Regions from separate parts of the Capra hircus genome. Here region 1 is linked to region 2. Evidence: chromatin contacts called from public Hi-C data. All regions are on one chromosome and are shown on one strand. Each heading gives the region's core, a stretch centred on a gene start, on an enhancer-like site or on the middle of the called end of the contact. The rest is flanking DNA. Distances are from core to core; before and after follow the strand shown.

The links. Hi-C and Micro-C count contacts between places; a contact is called where the count stands out from the background.
Region 1: a contact with region 2 is called in a Hi-C map of blood, with 2.6 times the contacts expected there. The contact joins the promoter of CEBPD here to the enhancer-like site in region 2. A contact is called at or near these places in 2 of 5 Hi-C or Micro-C datasets (blood and liver).

What each region holds. Positions count from the first base shown.
Region 1 is chr14:62,920,100-62,924,895 of ARS1.2, forward strand. It overlaps CEBPD (CCAAT/enhancer-binding protein delta), which reads right to left and starts at 1,930. Exons shown (of 1, transcript XM_018058529.1): 1 at 329-1,930. The coding sequence starts at 1,887. The coding sequence ends at 1,117.
Region 2 is chr14:62,711,010-62,715,795 of ARS1.2, forward strand. All of the region lies in intron 5 of SPIDR (DNA repair-scaffolding protein), which reads left to right. Among named protein-coding and RNA genes, the nearest start is that of SPIDR, 78 kb to the left of the region's middle. Within about 2 kb of position 2,517, at least 2 of the 5 cell types and tissues checked have an H3K27ac peak or open chromatin away from gene starts, as enhancers often do.

The sequences.
Region 1 (4,796 bases), core at 680-3,179, 210 kb after region 2:
GCCCTGTACAGTCAGTGTCACCAACCTAAGTGCTTTGCAGTTCATTATTTTTTGGAAAATGTTCTGGGGGCACTGTGTCAGAGGTCCAACTGTTATGGGTAAAGTATAGATAACCTGAGAGAACAACAGGTCTGGTTAGCACTGGGTGCAGAGACAAGGCCACCCTGCCACAGGAGAGCTGGGTCATCGTTCACCTTGTTGGCAGAGTATCTGAGTTAAAAGTAAAACCCCGGATTAATTATCTCTGGACACTATAAAGATTTTGTTTCCTCCCTTATGACAATATAATCATGACAGGCCACAGTTAATAAATTACATAATATAGAGGTAGCAGCCAAGACAAAGAAAGGCTGCCCAATACCCACTCTCATGGGGGAAAGGCAACGACTTTATTTATTCGTCCAGGTTAATCTTTGAAACATTACAAGTACTGGCAAGGTAGCCAGTTTTAAGTAGCTTTGTGACTGTCCTTTCCATCTCCTACATGACTTGTACTTCACGCACTTGGAAAATCTACTTGAAGCTGACTACAGAAGTGAGGAAAGTGAAAGCAAATCCCATGAAAGCCAAGATGAGTCGGGCTGGTTTTCGGGTAACCGAGCCCCCTTCTCCTTGCCCCTAGACCCCCACTCGAGGTGGGACGCACTCCAAAGGGTTTCCATGTTCCCGGGGCGCGGGCACCTTCCACCCGAACGGATCTCGGCAAGATAACCAGCACGCCCGCAGGTGGAGTTCGGCCTGTTTGAGAAGCAAAGCAACCCGGGATGACCGGCCCCGGGGGTGCAAGTCAGCCAGACGCGCCCTCCCCTGCGGGTTCGGAGGGCCGCGAGCGCAGGAATCAAATTGGGTCTAACGCGTCTTTATTCTTACAAATACTGTAAAAATCAGTATAAAAAATGAGCATGCTCAGTCTTTCCCTCGTATCTACAGTACAAAGGCTTGTCGGAAAAGTCTCTTTTACGAATGTACCTTAGCTGCATCCTAGGCGTAGGATGTAGAGAAGCTGCCGTCACATTAACTTAGGGTCCACGCGGCAGCTGTCCGAGTCCCGGCCAAGCGCGGGAGTCCGGCCCGGCGGCTCCAGGCAATGCGGCCGCAGCCCGCGCGGCCCCCGCGTCACCGCGCGTCCGCCGCCCCCGCGCCGGGCAGGAAGGGCGCGCCGGGCAGCTGCTTGAAGAAGCGCCGCAGTCCGGCCAGGTCCCGCGTGAGCTGCTCCACGCGCTGCTGCAGCTTCTCGTTCTCGGCCGAAAGCTCCACCAGCTTCTGCTGCATCTCCTGGTTGCGCCGCTTGGCCTTGTCGCGGCTCTTGCGCACAGCGATGTTGTTGCGCTCGCGTCGCTGCCGGTACTCGGGGCTGCCGCGGTCCGGGCCCCGCTTGCCCGCCGCCTTGTCTCGCGCGGGCCCGGGCGCTGGGGGCGCGGGGCTCCGGCGCGGCGGCTCTGGCGACGCGGGCGGTGTGGGTTGCGCAGCGGCCGCGAGGCTCACCACTGTCTGCGCGCACGCGGCCACCTGCGCGGGCAGCAGGGAGCCGGGCGCGTCGCCGTCACCCCAGTCGGGCTCGCGCTTGAGGGGTCGCGGCGCCGGGCCAGGGCCCCCGAGGCGCGCGGGTCCCCCGGGCAGTAGCTCCAAGGCGCCCGCTTTGTGGTTGCTGTTAAAGAGGTCGGCGAAGAGCTCGTCGTGGCACAGCTCCAGGGTGGGCACGGCGGCCATGGAGTCGATGTAGGCGCTGAAGTCGATGGCGCTCTCGTCGTCGTACATGGCGGGCGCGGCCGGCTCGGCTCCGCGACCCGGCTTCCCCGCGCGGCCGGGCTCGTAGAAGGCAGCGGGTTCCGCCGTCCAGGGCGCGCCGCGCGCTGGGCCGTCCAGGCTGAAGAGCGCAGCGCTCATGGCGGCGTCGGGCCGGCGGCGAGCGCGGTCCCCGGGCGGGCAGGGCGCTGCCTTTTCTAGCCCGGCTGACGCGCACGCCCCGCCCCGGCCGCGAACCGCGGGACCCCCGCCCGCGCGCCTCCCCCGCGCTTCCTGCCCGCCGGCCCGGCCCGCGCGGCGCTGCCGGGAACGACCCTCCCTTGGCCGCGCCTCCTTCTTCCTGCTGGTGGGTCGGCGCCTCCGCGCCCGCGGAGCCGGGGCGGAACCAGAACGGGGCACCGGACCGGCTCGCGAACTAGGGCACCAGGGCGCTGCCCCGCAGCTTCAGGGAGTTCGGGCCGCGGTGCTTCCCGATCGCGGGGATGGGGAGGTCGGGACGCTGCCCCCTCGAGGCTCGGCCATGTCTGGGGAGCGCGCCTAGTGCCAAGGAGAGCCTCGAACCCCGCGCGCCCCTGAACCCCCAAGAGCGCCCGAGAACTCTGAGCTCAGCTCCCGTGAGCCCCGCGCCCCGGACCCTGCTTCCAGGTCCACAGAGCAGTGCCATTTTGCGGTGGTGTCTTAACTTCGGACCTGTCTTTACTTTTTTTTTTTTTTTTCTTCTGTTCAGTGTTCCAAAAAGAAGCTCCTTTGGATCCAAAGCAGTGGGGTAGTTCCCCTTTAGGAGAAAGATGATATTTAGACTAGTAGCTCTGACAAGGTATTAACTTGCTAGCTCTTCACCTTATAAAACTTGAGAAGACTGTCAATTGGCTTTGTTAGTAAACATTTGCTACAATTCAGGTCAGGCATTTCGGGTTAGTTCTATTTTTCACATCACAGTCCGTTTTCAGACTGGGCCTCCGTCCACATCCTTTTTCGTTTTGCTGCTTCCCAACACCAGGCAGTCCACAAGCCCCACAACCTTCCACAGTATTCCAAAAGTAACTTCTAATGTGTGGTTCATGCACACCCTCAGAAAAGACATTTATTTTGGAAGTCAAAAAAAACGCTTTACTAAAGCCCTCCCTAGTCAGGGAATGCAAAATAAATACTTGCACGGAAAACCGTATTCTCCTGAAAATAATTCGGTGACATGATTAGTAGATTCGGATGTCAAATTGGGATTGAGCTTGAGAGATGCTACGCCCATAGTTTTTAGATTAAGTAGTAATTAATGATAACTTTTCGATAGGAATTTTCTTCCCTTTTCCAAAAATGAGAAAGGAAAGATCATAGACCAACAAAGTAGGAATTTGTTATGACATTTAAAGGCAATCGAAATACAATAAAACGATTTAAAGTTTAGCTTTTGTGTCAGTAGTTCACACTCATTTCTTAAATGTCTCCGCCTACTGTATTTTCATATTTTATCCAAGGTAAATACAAAGTTGTTCATGATTTCTCATTGTTAGGAGTCTTGAGTTTTCTGAGTGATTTTGTGTGGTTTTCTGAGTAGGACTGTCCAAAGGAGGCGGTCACATAAGAAATTGTTTTCTTGAAAATGTTGGAGCCTTGGATTCCCCCTTGTTTATTTCCCCTGTTTTTTAACTGAATAAAGTTATCTCCTCTACTCTCTCTGCCCACCCCCCACCCCCAGTCCGGTAGAACGTTGCTATGGACGTTTTTCAGATGCTGTGCTTCAGGTGGACTTTGCAGATACATCTGTCCTCTAGAAATTCCGGACACTGGGCATGCCTGAAACACACTCCGGCTAAGGGGCACTGTCAGGGCTAGAAAGTGGGACTGGCTTGTTCCTAACTCGGAGGGGTCACATGTCAGTCCTCACAAGGAATCATTTTTGGGTGCTTCATAAGGTGTAAGATACAGGCAAGAAGAGTTCTCCAAATTAAAGTCTGAAACAAAGTTTCTGAGACATGCCAGTGTCAAAAGGACAGAAAGTGTGACTTTAGTGCCCTCTACAGGGGATGATTCTCCTGTGTCAGACAGTAGTGAAGTTACAAGGACAGACTTTTTAGATAAAACTCTTTCTCATATTTTTTGTGTAAGGACTATAAGAATGAAGCCACTGGGTATTGGGGTCACACATCCATGGCACTGCTAAAGCCTATGTGTTTTATTAAAAACCTACTGTAATGAGTCAGAAATTCTGCATTCACTTCAGCCTCTGGAATTTAGGAGACAGAGCCCCCAGATGACAAAGCATCCAGAGCGGAGAACAGATTTATTCTGTGAGTCAGGTGTCCACCTGCCACAAATTGGCTCATGTTCCCAGTAGTACAAAAGAAGGAGAAGCACTTTACCTCCCCAGCCCATTCTGTCAGCCCTGCCACAGGTCATCAGTGTGCATTGAATTGGAGTCCATTGAATTGGCAGATGGTCTTGTGTAGTATGGTCCTTTTAACTATATTGATTCTTTCAGTCTGAGAGCAAGGCATATCTTTCCATTTGTTTACATCATCTTCAGTTTCTTTCATCAGTGTCTTTTAGTTTTCAGATTATAGATTTTTTGCCTCCTTGTTCAAGTTGCTCAGTCGTGTCTGACTCTTTGCAACCCCATTGACTATACAGTCCATGGAATTCACCAGGCCAGAATACTGGACTGGGTAGTTGGTCCCTTCTCCAGGGGATTTCCCACCCCAGGGATCGAACACAGGTCTCCCACAATGCAGGCAGATTCTTTACTAGCTGAGCCACTAGGGAAGCCCAGGAATACTGGAGTGTGTAGCCTATGCCGTCTGTAGTGGATCTTCTTGACCCAGGATTTAAACCAGGATCTCCTGCATTGCAGGTGGATTATTTACCAGCTGAGCTACCAAGGAAGCCCTTTACCTTCTTGGGTAAGTTTTGCTGTGTGTTTTATTCTGTCTGTTCAGGTCAGCTCACTCACTCGTGTCCAGCTCTTTGTGACCCCATGGACTGCAGCACGCCAGGCCTCCATGTCCATTACCAACTCCCGGAGCTTGCTCAGACTCATGTCCATTGAGTTGATG
Region 2 (4,786 bases), core at 1,267-3,766:
TGTTTGCAGACGCACAGTAGCTGTGATGTGTGGTGGGGTCAGAAGACCCCCTCAAGACTGTTGCAGAGCTGTTGGGACTGGCCTGGGGGGCCTTCCTCCCATCACTCTTGGACCACACACCTTTACACATCACCACATCCGATTTCTGCCATTTCTAGAATATGTGCGTTGTGTTTTTTGGCCTGTTTTTAAAAAATGGAATAAATTAGGTATACAAAAATAGAGAAAAAATCATGAGCACCCATGAATCTGCACAGCCTGGGAAATAACACATTACAGGGAGAATTTAGGCACCCTCCTCCCATCTTTACCCATGTTCCTGTTTTGGGGGTCAGTATCACCTCCACTTGATCAAAGCCTTACCTATCCCATCTTGTCTCGCCTCTGCCTAGTGAGCCAACAATGCAGTGTGTTTTGTCAGAGGTCGTGTTTCAGTAAGCTCCAGGGAAGACTCATGGGCTAATTCATGTTGCAAAAGTGTCTCCTGGGGAATTAAAAGACATAGAAATTAGAGCTATTTAAAGAAATGTTATTTAGATAGGAGAATATTTCAAACTCTTCAGTTTCTGGGTTCCCCTCTGTCCTTGTCCCCAACCCTGCCTCTGACAGTGACCTCTCAGAAGGGAGGCTTGTTGGATGGCCCCTTTCCATGCCTGTGTTTGGAAGCATCACAGAATTCTGCATGTTATTAAAATGATTCTTTTAAGAAAAGCATTCGCTTTCTGAATTTGGTCTTCAGAAGAGCAGAAACATGCTTTGTGCTGCAGTTCAGTTTGGGGGCCGCTGAGCTCACATTTGGTCTGGAGAGTGCGGTGGCCTGCTGCCAGTGTGCTGTTGAAGGGGCTTCTGCCCTCCCCCTCCCTGCTTCTCTCCCTCCCTCTCTCCTTTCCTCCCTCTCTAGGAGTTAAGGAAAATCACTCTCTTCTAGCAGAGTTCTTCCAGCTGTTTTGGGGGCTTAAAGTGAGGTGGCTGAAGTGCCTGTAAAGTACTAAAATCAAAGGTAGGCATCTGTTTTAAATATACCTGGGTCACTGTTTCAAAGGAGAACATAGAGAAGGGGGAATAAACTCTCTGTGTTTAGTGGTTGCTCCTATGAAGCATTATTCTTCTGTTAACATGAAATAAAACATTTGGTTCATTGTGAAAGCGTACTGCTCAGGAGAGTAAACGATCACATTTAATCCTGAGGATACCTCCCTGAACTCTTTCATGGCTCCTGCCCTTGTTGGCCATCAAGCCAAGGTTCCTCTGTGCTGGGGGTTCACTCCCAAGTCCTTGACTCTGGAGTCTGGGCCTTACTTTGAAGAGCTGTGGTTGTCTTGTTGGCCTAATCTGGGCCAGAAGCTGCCACAGGAAGCCTCGATTTGGTTTCAAGCTGTGTTCTGGTTCTTTGTTTATTGTTCTTTGTTTCTTAAGTTGACATATGATTGGCATATAACGTTATAGTAGTTTCAGGTATACAGCATAATGATTTGATTCTTTTATATATGTTACAGAATGATCACCAGAAGTCTAGTTCAAATCCCTAAGCAGTGTTTTTGATCCTGTAACTTCAGAGCAGGTTTTGTTTTTGTACAGCCTAGTCCTAGGTGAGGTTCCAGCTCCACTAGCTGGCTAGGTCTGCTGAGTTGTTTAATTATCAGTCGCAGGCCCCACATAGAATTCTCATTTGGAAAATACCCAGTGTTCATTTGATTTCTTTCAGTGGTGACAAATCTTACAGACTTTTTCGAAAATACCAGGTTTCTCATGAAGTCTTCTCAGGGGCATTTCTGGTAAAGCAGGCCTCATAATCCAAAAATGTTTATTGAAAAGTGTCTCCATTTCTAGCAGTTAGGTTTTTCCTTTGAGCTTGTGGTCAGACCTTGTCTTGGGTCCACAGCTGCTGCCCAGTCTCCGGTGAGTTTCCAGCCTTTCCCTGCATGCACTGGGGCAGGTAGCAGATGGATAGGCTTTATTTTTTCTTTATTTTTAACTTTTAATTGATTCAGTTTTTAATTGAAGTAGTTTGGACAGATACTACCTGTAAATTTAAGGTGTACAGCCTGTTAATTTGATACAATTGTATATTGCAGCATGATTGCCCTTGGGGGGATAATTAGCACCTCTGTTATGTTACATAATTATCATTTCTTCTTAATTTTTGCAGTTGTTAGGTGTGAGTCTCCAAGCCAGTTTGATGATGAGAACACGGTATTGTTATCTGTATTCCCTGCTGTGTATTAGATTTCTGGGGCTCACTTCCTGTTGGCTGCAGGTCTGTCCCCGTCACAGCGTCTGTCCCACCCCCCACCCCCAGCACCTGGTAACCATTGTGTTGCTCTCTGCCTCTACCAGTTTGGCTTGTTTGTTTAGATTCCACATATAGATGATACCGCGTAGGACTTGTCTTTCTCTCCCTGACTTGCTTCACTTGGCGTAATGGCCTCGAGCTCCATTCATGTAGTCGCACATGGCACATCTGATGGTCTTTATGGCAGGGTGGGTGGGTGCCACCTGACCACCCTCACTGCAGGCTGTGGCTCTTCTCCAATGTGTGTGTGCCGCGGGCAGCCCAGCACCTGCCGCAGAAGGGGGTCCACAAGTGTTAGGATGTGTGACCTCTGCAACTTCCCTTGCCAGAGAAGGTCAGGTAAAGAAACGGGCGGTGGGGGGCGGGGCGGGGCTTCTGCAAGTAGGAGGCTTCTTCTGGGGCACTGAGCTTGGTAACAAGCTGTGGGCCAGTCTGTCCTGCTCCTGCATTTGCAGAGCAGCTCCGCCAGGTCTCTTTTGGAACCAGGTTCCTGCGGTCACCATACCACCCACAGGGTGGCAGCTGCCTCTCTCCCAGAGTCCCCTTCCCCAGCAGGCAACTACTATGGCTAAGTTTTCCCAGAGACGTTAGTGTGTGACGCTCTGTCCCCTGACCTCTGTACACGAATGCCAGTATACCTGACACACAGTGCTGCACGCAGAGCGCACAGGCAGTGTGCCCGGGTCCTCCCGTACCTGAGACACAGCGCTGCACGCGGAGCGCACGGGCAGTGTGCCCGGGTCCTCCCGTACCTGAGACACAGCGCTGCACGCGGAGCGCACGGGCAGTGTGCCCGGGTCCTCCCGTACCCGAGACACAGCGCTGCACGCGGAGCGCACGGGCAGTGTGCCCGGGTCCTCCCGTACCTGAGACACAGCGCTACACGTGGAGCGCACGGGCAGTGTGCCCGGGTCATCCCCTGGGAACGCAGGAGGTCCCCTTCCACTGACCAGTGTGGTGCGGTCCACACAGGGCAGGACCCTCTTCTCTCGAGCCATTCCCCTGTGCGTGCATGTTCAAGATGTTTCCAATGTTTTACTTGGGAAACAAAGCAGCCCCCACGCATAGCAGTTTTGCATATGAAAATGTACATTTTCCAAGTTATGTTTCTCTCCCTACTTTAAGGCTTTTACTGTGTGTCCTTGATTCCTAGAAGAAGTAGTTTATTTTCCTAGAATCTCTTTTCCATTATTTAATGTAAACATTAAGTAAATTGACTTGTCTGTAACTCTGGATTGTTAGTTATGCTATTATCTCATTCCTGTAGAGAGGAGAATAGATCACCTACTGTATTAGCCTCTGTTCTGAAGACGTTGTTCTTCCCAGCAGGGAGAAATAAAGAGATTATAAAAACAGATGAAAAATTAGGACTGGAGATATCAATAAATAGGATAGAGGGGAGAAATGACGAATTCCCTAACTTCTTAGGTGTGCTGCACAAGGTCTGAGGGATCTAGAAAAGAATGTGTGTGTGTGTGTGTGTGTATGTATACTGAACAGACACACACACACACAGATCTGAACAAGGTAGAGAAGCACAGTGCCCCTATTAAACATGTGTGTGTGTGTGTGTATACTGAACACACATACACAGAAAGATCTGGACAAGGTAGAGAAGGCCAGTGCCCCTATTAAACGTGTGTGTGTGTGTGTGTGTGTGTGTGTGTGTATGTATGTATACTGAACACACATACACACACTGATCTGGATAAGGTAGAGAAGCACAGTGCCCCTATTAAATATATGTGTGTGTATGTATGCATATTGAGTGCGTGCGCATGCACACACACACACACACAGATCTGGACAAGGTAGAGAAGCACAGTGCCCCTATTAAATGTGTGTGTGTGTGTGTGTGTATGTATGTATATATACTGAACACACACACACACACACACACACACACACACAGATCTGGACAAGGTAGAGAAGCACAGTGCCCCTATTAAAGTGGCAGATGCCAAAGCCAGATGAGGCTCACGCTGGGCAGTGTGGGTACAGAGTGCCTGAGACAGGTGAGAAGGCTATAACCAGAAAAGCCTCCGTGGAGCTGACCTGCCCGGCTCAGGAGCCTCTAGGGCCAAGGCGTGTGTGCTCTGAACCTGAGGTGTGGGCCTCGTGGGGTGGAGTCCCTGAGGCCGACTCTAGTGTGAAGTGGGATTGCGGGCCTTGAAGTATGAGGTTGGGGCCCAGGGAATGCTAAGTGTTGGCCTTGGGTGCTGGCCTGAGGAGCTCCCTGTGACTGGAGCAAGGGGGCCGTGCTGATTCCCAAGTGGAGGTGACTGAGTGGGCTGCTGAGGACTTCACTGGCATGGTTGGAGCGGGGCCAGTCTGTGCATGGACAGGAGAAGGAAAGAAAATTCCAGGGAGGGGAGGTCAGGTTGGGTTTCTAATGACCCTGTTCCAGACTGAGTGTGCGTGGGAATGGAGAGAGAAAGGAGTATTAAGATCTAGTAATGAATTAGTTTCAGTTTGGCTGTTGTCACAGAGAAC